Regions from separate parts of the Rattus norvegicus genome. Here region 2 is linked to region 1. Evidence: chromatin contacts called from public Hi-C data. All regions are on one chromosome and are shown on one strand. Each heading gives the region's core, a stretch centred on a gene start, on an enhancer-like site or on the middle of the called end of the contact. The rest is flanking DNA. Distances are from core to core; before and after follow the strand shown.

What was found. Hi-C and Micro-C count contacts between places; a contact is called where the count stands out from the background.
Region 2: a Hi-C map of hepatocytes shows a contact between it and region 1, with 2.3 times the contacts expected there. The contact joins two enhancer-like sites. A contact is called at or near these places in 9 of 12 Hi-C or Micro-C datasets (the A7r5 cell line, the Rat2 cell line, Schwann cells and 4 more).

What each region holds. Positions count from the first base shown.
Region 1 is chr6:94,476,401-94,481,711 of GRCr8, reverse strand. No RefSeq gene overlaps it. Among named protein-coding and RNA genes, the nearest start is that of Pygl, 2.8 kb to the right of the region's middle. Within about 2 kb of position 1,516, at least 4 of the 93 cell types and tissues checked have an H3K27ac peak or open chromatin away from gene starts, as enhancers often do. A contact at or near this core is called in hepatocytes, where this site is marked.
Region 2 is chr6:94,610,433-94,615,753 of GRCr8, reverse strand. The region is part of intron 2 of LOC102549102 (a long non-coding RNA gene); the gene reads right to left. Among named protein-coding and RNA genes, the nearest start is that of Trim9, 21 kb to the right of the region's middle. Within about 2 kb of position 3,258, at least 32 of the 93 cell types and tissues checked have an H3K27ac peak or open chromatin away from gene starts, as enhancers often do. A contact at or near this core is called in hepatocytes, where this site is marked.

The sequences.
Region 1 (5,311 bases), core at 267-2,766:
GATTTGCTAGTGTCTCCCTGCACAGTTTTTCCAGACTTAATCTTCTCATTGTTCCCTTACATAGTTAAGTGAGGTTTGGGGGTTGGAATTTCATTTGTTTGCTTGCTTTGTGTCTTTTTGAAGCCCAAATCTTGTTGTATTCCTAGTGATAACAGAGGGTAAAGTCAAACTATGCATGTAATACAGCTGTGCATGGCATGCAGCAATATATGTGTGTGTTTATACATGTGTATATGTGTGTATGTGTATGAATATATGTGTATATGCATGTATATAGTGTGTGTATGTGTCTATGCATGTATATAGTGTGTGTATGTGTATATATGTGTGTGTATAGTGTGTATACATGGGTGTATACATGTGTGCATATATATGTGTATATGTGTATGTATGTGTCTACGTGTGTATATATGTGTGTGTATGTGTATACATGTGTGTGTGCCTGTGTGTGTGTGCCTGTGTGTGTGTGCCTGTGTGTGTGTGTGTGCCTCTGTGTGTGTGTGTGTGTGTGTGTGTGTGCCTCTGGGGTTCTACGGCTGCTCAGACTTGTCCAGGATTCGATCGTCAGTCCCTGGGTTCTCTGACATGCCCAGACTACCTGTTGATTCTACGTAGTCTCCAGGCTCTTCACTCTAAAACTAGTGGCCTAATACTCCCTCCACAGCCCAGTGAATCTCACACCATCTTCTCCAGATGGTTGGCCCACCGATTAACTTGCAATTCCAACCTGGGAAGCTCATGACTTCCTCACAGAAAACACGCATGCGCACATGTATAGGTGTACACACACTTGGTAACATAGCTCTTCAAGGGGCACAGAAAAGACAGTGAGGAGAAAATGAACACCGTTTAGTATTACAAAAGGCACGTTTTCATCTCGGTGATGCCTTTAGCATTTCCTGGCCTTGGCCATCCATCTCTCTTCCAAAACAAGTTGACTCGAGGACTAAAAGGCCAGAGCATCCTGATTTTGCATCATCAGACATTGGGACCCTAATTCTCTGGGGTCACCAAACTTTGTACTGGCATATTAAAACCATCCATGATTTGAGGGACAGGTTATACATCTCTCCGGCCTTTCAGAAACTCCCCCTGGACCACATCAAAAAGGCCCAGCTACGGTACTAAGGAGCAAATTAAATATGACAGGAAATGAAAGCACCAGGAAGTGGGTTTGCTCCAAGATAAGCAGATACGCTCAAGTTTAACAACACCGGTCACGGTCACAGCCAACTACAGGGAAGTAGTATTCAGACAGCCCTTGTGCCGTGTGCCCACGGGGTATTTGGCAGTCTAACAAACCCAGGCTCTCGGTTGTCACTGTAAATGTTTAAAACAGCAGGGTGTAGATGCGAGTGCCGGCTGTTGCATGCATGCACTGAATGCATGGATTAGAGTGTATTTACTTCTGCTCTCTGAGCATAAAACATGGCTCTGTTATTACATTGTCCTCCTCTACAAGCCATGTGACCTGTATGTGGGGCCACTTTGGGCCATTTCCCTGGGCTTCAGAACTGATTAAAAGCAGGTCAAAAGGCCAATCTAGAGCACAGAGCCGTCCAAGTGAACGGAGGACATGGTTAGCTGAGGCTCAGTTAGTTAAACTCACGTTTACTCAAATCCCAAAGGGTTTGGAGACGTGAAATCTCTCCAATCAACTTAGGGAGTGGTCTCGAGCAGATCCAAGAACCTGACCTGAGAACCTGTAAGCCTCAGTTCCCTCATTGGTAAAGTGGAGGGAAAGGCAGAAATTGCCCCACCACACTGCTGAAAGGATCCCATGGAGCAGGGTACACTGGGAGCCTAACCGGAACAGCTGGGTGCTATGCCTCAGGAGACACTGAGGCAGGAGGTCCTTATGTGTCTCAGGCCAGTGTAAGCTGTAGTCTGAGACACTGCCTAAGACAGACAGAAACTTGGTCTAACCAGAATCCCTGGCAATTCTTTAGTTTTAGTTTGGTGGCTCTGAACAGGGTATATAACCCTGCCTTGAGACCCGGAAGACATCAAGTTATCTTTATCTTGTGTCTTTCTGGGATGTGCCTCTTGGCCACCTGCTTCTGAGGACAGAACCACCCTGGGGCTCTGAACTCTTCCCTCTCTGTGGTGTTTGCACAAACACAGTGCCAATGACTGAGCACATTCCCAACACTCCTCTGACAGCTGACTTGTCTCACAACTGCCCTGTGGCCTTACGGGCAGGTCTTCCTGGGACTCAGTAATCTGGAACAAGTCTATGGCCTATTCCCTCCCTTTCTCCTTCATGGGGTCACACTTGGATCTGACTGCACTCGATTGGCCAGCCTGGCTCCCTCCTGGCTAGGTGTCCCATGGCCATTTGCCCTAGGAAGAGCCTTGTGGGTCTAATCCTGTCCCCAGTGTCTGCTTCTCTGAAGACCTGAACCAACACAGGTTCCCATGGTTCTGTTCTGCCAGTAAGCAGCTTGTGCTTGTCCAGGGAGGCCTGGAGAGGCTGTTCAGCCATTCACAGAAGCCTTTTCATGATGGCAGTAGGAGAGGCAGTGGGAAGAGAGCAGAATACAGGTAGGTCTTTGTTGCTGCTGCGAGCTTGTGGGCAAGGTAAACCTGGTGTATTTTAGAAAGCCGTGGTGGTTTAAAGGTGAGTTCTTTAAAAATAGTAACCTCCTTGGTCCAGTAAGTTAACTCTCCCTAGCCTAGGACATAAGGAACAGACGGTAGATTTGGAAGGGAACTGGAGTCTACCTTGGTTCTCAAGCACCACATGTCAACACCACACTCCAATCCCCCTTTCTGTTTTCCTTTTTGTTTGTTTGTTTCTTTTTTTCTTCCTTTCTTTCTTTCTTCCTTCCCACTCACATGCCAACCTAGATGGATTTTCTAGATACAAATTTACTTTAACATAAAATTTAGAAAACAAAGTTTTGATCAGGACGTAAACTAGGAAATCACCATTTTCCCAAACTGAGAGCAATGCCATTAATTACTAGCTAGGTATTGAAACCGAAAGATCGCTAGAGTCTAGCAATAAAAATAGATTAGCCAGTGTCACGACTCGGTAGACGGTGTCTAAAGGAGCAGTTAGAAGAAGGTGCTGTCTGCAGAGTACTTGGTGCCATCTGCTATGATCATGTCCTCTTTTACGTGTGTGTGTGTGTGTGTGTGTGTGTGTGTATGTGTGTGTGTGTATGTGTGTGTGTGTGTAGGTCAGAAGTTACTTTGAAGGCTGTTTTTCAGTCACAATCCATGGTTTGCTTTTCTTCGTTTAAAGTCAGGGTCTCACAGTAGCCTAGAATTATCAAATATACCAGGTATTGCCTACCTTTGCCTCCTCAGCTCTGGGGTTATAACACTCTGCACTGCCCAGCTTTTCTGTGTTCGGGCTCCATGTCGGGCACTTTACCCACTAAGTTATCTCCTCAGTCCAGTCATATCCTCTTTAACATGTTGGCAGCATCGTCCCTCCTCACGTTCTATGGCTGGAACGTTATGAGGTCTACTTTTTTCCATGTAGAAGGAATGTTTAACCCAGGGAACAGGGCGGGCTCACTGACTAGAACCAAATCAAGAAGATAATGTGCCCGTTGTTATCCTTGCTCCCTGAAAGAATCCTGTCCCCTTCAAGAAACAGGAGAGCTAGGACCCACCTGCAGGAGGACATCCCTGGCAAAACTAGAAAGTTGCCTTTGCCTTTGGAATCTCCAAAGTTTGGACAGTCCATGACAGCAGAGGGATTATGGTGGTGGCAGCCTGAGGGGTTGGCCACATTGCACCACAGTCAGAGAGAGGCGAGCACTGTTGCTTTCTCCCGTTACTCATTCCGCAACCCTTTCCCACGGGATGGTACCGACCACCTTCAAAGTAGGTCTTCCTTTCCTCATCTTTGAAAACACCCTCGCCTGCCCAGAGCCATGCCTGCTTATCCTTATTCCAACTCCAGTCAAGTTCACAATGAAGATTCATTACCACAGAACTCAAAGATGTCAACTTTAACAAAATAAATAAATAAATAAACAAAACCTGCTAGGTTTTGCAATTCGCCAGAGGACCTTCTCACTCAGGTTCCCCTCACACCTCCCCACGTGGCTCTTAAGTCAAGCATTCTGACCAAGCTCCGCACTCACTCTTAGCTCTGGATATTTATGTCTTGTTCAACTCCAACCCTTTCCCTATTTCATAGGGTCATTTTCATCTGTCCCAAAGGCTAGAGACAAAATCCTGGAAGCTGGAAGGATCCAGATCTGAAAACACAGCCAGACCTGTGAGAGTAAAACTTTCATTTTTAGGGTAATAGCTGTTTTGGTATGAATTAAGTAACCAAACTCCTAGTCTGATCTTTACTCAAAATAATTAGCTTTGTTTAAAAAGAAAAAAGAAAGAAGGAAGGAAGGAGTGACAGACAGAAAGGAAAGCAGGCAGGCAGGCAGGCAGGCAGGGACCCTCTAGATGGCTCAGCAGGTCAAGGCAGCTGCCGACAAGCCTGGCCACTCGTGACCCACCCCAGCAACCATCATGAAAGACCAGAGAACCAACCCTGGACCTCTATGTGTCTGTGTGCACATTTGAGGACACACACATACAATCACACACATACATTTTGAAAAGAAATCTGACATCTTAACATGCCTCATGTTTACTTTTCCAAAGTTTAAACACCGTCACATCCAGATCTGGTGTTAAGATCACACACCAGTGTTTCTCCTGAACATAGCAACTGGATCTTTGAGTGCTCTCTTTCTCCCTCCCTCCCTCTCCCCCAACACACACACGTACACACGCACACACACGCACGCACACGCACACACACGCACGCACACGCACGCACGCACACGCACACGCGCGCACATGCACACACACGCACAGTCATACACACGCCCTTATTCCTATGCCTTATTTGGGACACTACAGACAAGGGGTCTCAAATGGAAATCTTGTCCCCCACTGAGACTAAAGCTTTCTCAACAGACCCCTTGACTTTTACACCAACTGTGGCCGACTACTGTGGGATGGCCCAGCCTGGTCTAGGAGTCAAGAAACCCTAGTCCTGTATCCACAGAAAAAAGAAATTAAACAACCGAGCCCCCCCTGCCTCCCGTAGGATACAGGATAGGATTTTGCCTAAGACTGGAAAGCAAGATGGGGGCAATTAGGGTTAAATCACACTAACCCTACAATGTCACCCTGCGAAACTACAGTGGAACCTACTGAGAAGAGCCAATGGCTTTGCTGGGAACTCAACTAGAGAGCCAGAGGAGGCTTCCTTCCACACCAGCAGATGCGGTCGGGGCCTCCGCGCGCTACGTGACCCGGACGTTCTGGGAGCGGCCAAGGG
Region 2 (5,321 bases), core at 2,009-4,508, 130 kb before region 1:
CTCAACGGCCATGGTTGAGTCTGGACTGCCTACTACTACACAGACAGACGGAGATATCTCACTGAGTAACCTTCTACGGCTACCCAGGCATCCAGATTCCAGGAAAATGGAAGGTGCTATCCTCACTCCCTCTAGGAAGTTTGCAAGCCCAGTCTACTGGACTCTAAACCATACTGATATAGTAGGAACACCTTAACCTAATGTGCTTCTTCTCTGCAGTACCCTGGTATCCTCTAAGCCACACACTAACAAGATCCCTTTCCTTCCTTTCCCAGAATACCTCTTGCGTTCTCCTACCAATCTGGGAATTAGTGGCATCTAATGATAGTGCCAAGGGCCACCAACCCCCGCCTTCCTCTGAGATCTGTATAGGAAAGAGCCCACATTCTGCCTCATGGGCCTGAACTCTCCTCATGTTGCCTTCCTGTGTTGTTAATAATTCTGACAAATCTCTTGCCCCAAGTCACACTCCTCAATGTTCCCTGTTTAAACCTCTAGCCTAAGAATCTTAAAGAATATAAATACAGAAATAAGGCAGCAGATACCCTTTAACCTGGAATCTGCTTTGGCTGGCAAGGACTCAAGTGAATCCATCCCACCCCAAATTCAGTATTTAAGACTGATGTGACCTTGGCCAGTCCCCATAACTGAATCCAAAATCTTTATCTATAGCTATAAGAAATTATCCCCTATCAAGGCAATAAAATTACCTGTCCCATAATAGTCTGCTTGCTTAGTTCATCCTCCATTGACTCCAAAAGCAAAGGATGTCCCCTTGGGACAGTGTAGCTACAGCCACTGCCCCAGCTTCTGCTTGAGGAAAAAAGTGTACACTAGTCTCAGATCGTATTGGAGGCTCTTACCAGTGTTGGCAAGATACAACAAAGGGAGCGGGCTTGCCTTTCTGAGGAGAGCCAGCAGACAGTATCTTGAAGGCATTTCTGAGCAGTGAGGTGTGCTGGCCCCCCCGGGGTCATTTAAAATGCCACTTCTACATAGTAGCCCCAAGTGAAACCCATCTTCCTCAGTGTGATTGGGGTTCATGTTTTCCCACATGAGAGCTACCCTGACTTGTATCACTGCTCACACCCGACCTGCTGTCCTGATTCTCTTGGGCTCTCTATTTTCCTCTAGCCTAGCTCTAAAACCTGATATAAAACACTGTTTTCAATCCCATTGCACCTGGATACATCACCTGTCTTTTTCAGCTGGAATATAGCCTTCTGTGGGACAAAAATCTTAGTCTATTTTGAACCTAATGTAATGGACAATCAGTTGAGTGAGTAGATAAACTGGTTGACTCGTGATCTCTGTGCACATCCAAGGATGTGCTACCATTAGTAGGTCAGAGAAAGCTGGGGAACTAGTCTGACTGAATAGGAAAAAATGGTAGGAGGAAGATTTCAATGCTTCAGGGTTTTTTTTGAACCATATTTGATGCATATTTGCATCATGGACGTCACTCTTTCTGACATCACCCACCGGTAATCCTGAATGTGCCTGACTTCTCCTTCTCCCCTAAAGAACTTTCTCTCCCTTCTCTCTCCCCGGTTCCTCAGCATTCCTCTGTCACATCTCAGAATAGTAAGCACTCTTCCTGCTGCATATGCATCAAGACATATCTCTTTTTTTGTGCAAATGAATGTTTTAAGAAAAGTGTGAAAATGAACTTCAGTTTCAAAACAGAGACGTTCTAATCAAATATGCCATTATAACAAAACGTCTTCCATAAGGACTCACCGAACAAGATCAGCAGCAGAGAACTGGATTGATTGACAGAAGAAGCCAAGCCTGAAGTCCCTAGAGGTCCCAGAAACTGATGTAAACCACGACAACGGCTTTGATGGGCATGGAGTCTCAGTGCCAAGGCCCAGTGATGAAGCAGGTGAGATGAGCTCTTGGTTTGGCCCTAGGTTTCTGGGGCTGCTCACCGAGTGTTTGTCTAAGGTCAGGAAATCTGTCCTTCTGGGCTGCAGCTCAGATCAAAAAGCCACTGGTGCTATGGCATCTGAGGTAACTGCCTCAGAGGGATGAAGGGACACAAACAAGCAGAGCTACAACACGGTGTGAAGAAAACAGAAGGAGATGTGAGCAGGGAGGCGTTCAGTGTTATACATTCATTTCCACAGTCGGCAGCAGAAGCAGCTTGACTTCCAGGCAAAGCCAAGAGCCCTGCCTTCCAGTCTCCGGCATGTTGAAACGTCACTGGAAATTTAAAATATCTGCGTTCTGTTATCCTTCCAGCCTCCCCTCCCCCGCTTCCTATATCTTTCATCTAGTTTATGCAAGTGAATTATTGTTCTACCCTAGATCTTTCAGCTAGGAAAGCATAAATACTGTCCCTCTTCATTTCTCGACTGTGACAAAGCACCTGAAACAGTGACGGCACCAGCCTTTACAGGACTTTGCTCCTAGGAAGTTCATGGTCAGCCATTAAGACTCTGTGATGAGCAATGCAAAAATGCAACCTGAGGCCTTGTGACGAACACACGAATTCCGAACCCTTAACCCCTTATTCAGAAAATGAATTTCTTCTTAGCATATGAAGATCTGACCAGCCTAGATCCAGTGCATGACTTTAATACACATCTATGAATTTTAATTACACAAATAAGTAAAATATAGATGGGCCACTTTAAATACAAGATGTAGACATATTTCTCATAAGATTATTTCTCTGTATAAAAACGTTAGTAAATTCCAGCGCCAAAATTTATCAGAATCACACTTCTCAATGATCTGAAAATATCTTATTAAAATAAAGCCAAAAAAAAAAAAAACCCCTTTCATTGATTTCTTAGCTTATATTCAATCCACTGACATAAAATACCCCACTGGTGTAAATGAAAACAACATGATTTAAATTTTGTGTGGTATTTCTTAGTGTTGGCTATGGCTTCTATTCCAAAGACAGAGTTACACAGTGTGTTCTCCAAACCAGACTGTCCCACACCATTCAAATCTTTCCTCCTCCTCTACACACACACACACACACACACACACACACACACACACACACACAGGATTTGTCGGTTGCTGGAAGGGGAGTAGGTCCCTGACCTCCAGCTTTCATAGTCCCTATCCCTGGGGAACACCCCAGTCCAGAGCCACTGAGTAGCACCCTCACAGGGGCACTTCTCACTGGAAACAGCAACCTCCTTATGAAACTCAAAAAGGCACAGTATCTCTCTTACACTGCCCTTCAATCTGTTTGCTGGGTCCTCCCAGAGGACCCAGCAGTCACAGCTCAGTGGCCAAGGGCTGGAGGAAGGGCCCAGGCAGAACCTGGAGCTCTAGTGGTTGCCATGGCAGCAGCAGGACTACGTAAAGCTTCCAGAAGCAGATCTGTCTCAAGAGTTTATAACACAGCCATATGCTGTCTGTGTTTAACCTGTGCTGAGGAGGGAGACAGTTCACCGTTTTCCCACTCCCTCTGTCAGCTTGTGCTGAGATTATTTGCTGACACTCTGGAGACACGGGTCAGATGAGGCCTCTGACCCAGGCCCTTCAGGAGATTGTGCAAGAATGAAGGCTTGCTTGGCGCTTGTTTGCTTGGATGGGGTGTGACAAAGCAGACGCTACTGTGTTTAACCATTGGCGAAATGTCTGGTCCTGTGGCAACTGAACACCCTTTACTAACTGCAGAGTGGTTGATCTAAGACAAAAATCGATTCTGCTATAATCATGGGATTACTTAGAAATACTTAGGCCTATCATACAGGCAGTGCAGGGGTGTGCCTTAAATGCATGCTTCCACCTGAACATTTCCCTCCCTCTCCCTCCCTCCCTCCCTCCCTCCCCCTCCCTCCCTCCCCCTCCCTCCCTCCCTCTCCCTCTTCTTCATCCCTCCCTCCCTCCCCCTCCCTCCCTCCCTCTCCCTCTTCTTCATCCCTCCCTCCCTTCCCCGTTTCATTCCTTCCCTTTGGGTCTCTCTACCATTCCATCCTTTCTTCCCTCCCTCTCTCCCTCCCCTATTCCTTCCTCCCCTCCTCTTCATCCCTCCCCCTCCCTCCCTCCCTTTTTTCTTCTTTCATTCCTCACTGTCTCACACATCCCAGGCAGACCTTGAACTTCCTGTGTAGCTGAAACTAACCTTGAACTTCGGATCCTGCTGTGTCTACCCCTCTATCGATGGGAATACAGTCCTGTGCTGCCACACCCTCTGTTTTCTGCAGAGTTGGAAGGGATGAAGGGCCGTGTGCACAGGGGACAAGCAGAAGGGCCGTGTGCACAGGGGACAAGCAGAAGGGCTGTGTGCACAGGGGACAAGCACTCTGCCAACAGAGCTGCATCTGCAACTCTGGGAGGGTTCATCATGGGCTGACCATGGACTTCCCAGCTAAACACCATGCTTGCCTGTGCTCCCCGTGTGTTTCTGGCTAAAGTCAGCATTTGAGTCTGTGCACTCACCAAAGGAGACTGCCTGATTCTGTGTAGGGTATTTTCCTGCCCTCCAAGCTTTGAGGATCTGAATAAAAATCAAGGGGGTGGAGGGAAGGAAGTGCCTTTCCCCTTTCATTGCTGAGCTGACACCCAATTCCCTTCATTTCTATTTTTTTCCTCATTTATTTGGTGCCAAACCAGACGAATGAAAAAAAAAAGGAAATAAAAAGGAAAGGGAAGGACATGACTGCTCCTAGATATGGTGGAGGAGAAAGTTTATTGTAGAGATATGGCAGAGCAGAGCCAGAGGCAGGGACATCTGGGAGAGTCCAGAGTGGACATGACCCTGAGCCAGGCCATGCTGGGAGATAAGGAGGAGAGAGAAAGGGGAACCAGGCACAGCAGCCAGGAGGCCCAATGGTTCAAAGAGAGTGGGTTAACAAAATGGCTGGATTATATAGGAGAGAGCAGCCCAGCCCCCTGGGATAGAATGTTCAGGGTAAGGGCTGAAGAAACTCCATGTGATGCTAGGCATCCGTTTTAGTACCCAATAGCCATTTCTCTTTGGCTCAAGCTCCTGGAAGATAAATTCCCCAACAACCTGGATTCCTGGATGCACCTCCATTTGGTAATGTGCAGCCACGAGCGACTATCTGCTGGGTTATGATGCGACTAACAACTGTGGTTTTGTTTGTTTGTTGCCTCTATAACTCAGCAGACAGTCAAAGATATTTTTGAAGTCACCTTGACCATCCAGACTGGGCAGAGCAGAACAGCTCTTGTGGTTCTCACCTTTAAAAACCTTCCTCAACCATCTCTGCGTGGCATGCCTCTGATTGGCTTAGAGGCCACGGCCCTGCCGGCAGTCTTAATACATTTGGCTAATTGTAATCTAAATGGAGTCTGGGGGTTTTTTCACAGGGGTCTCGGATTGCATA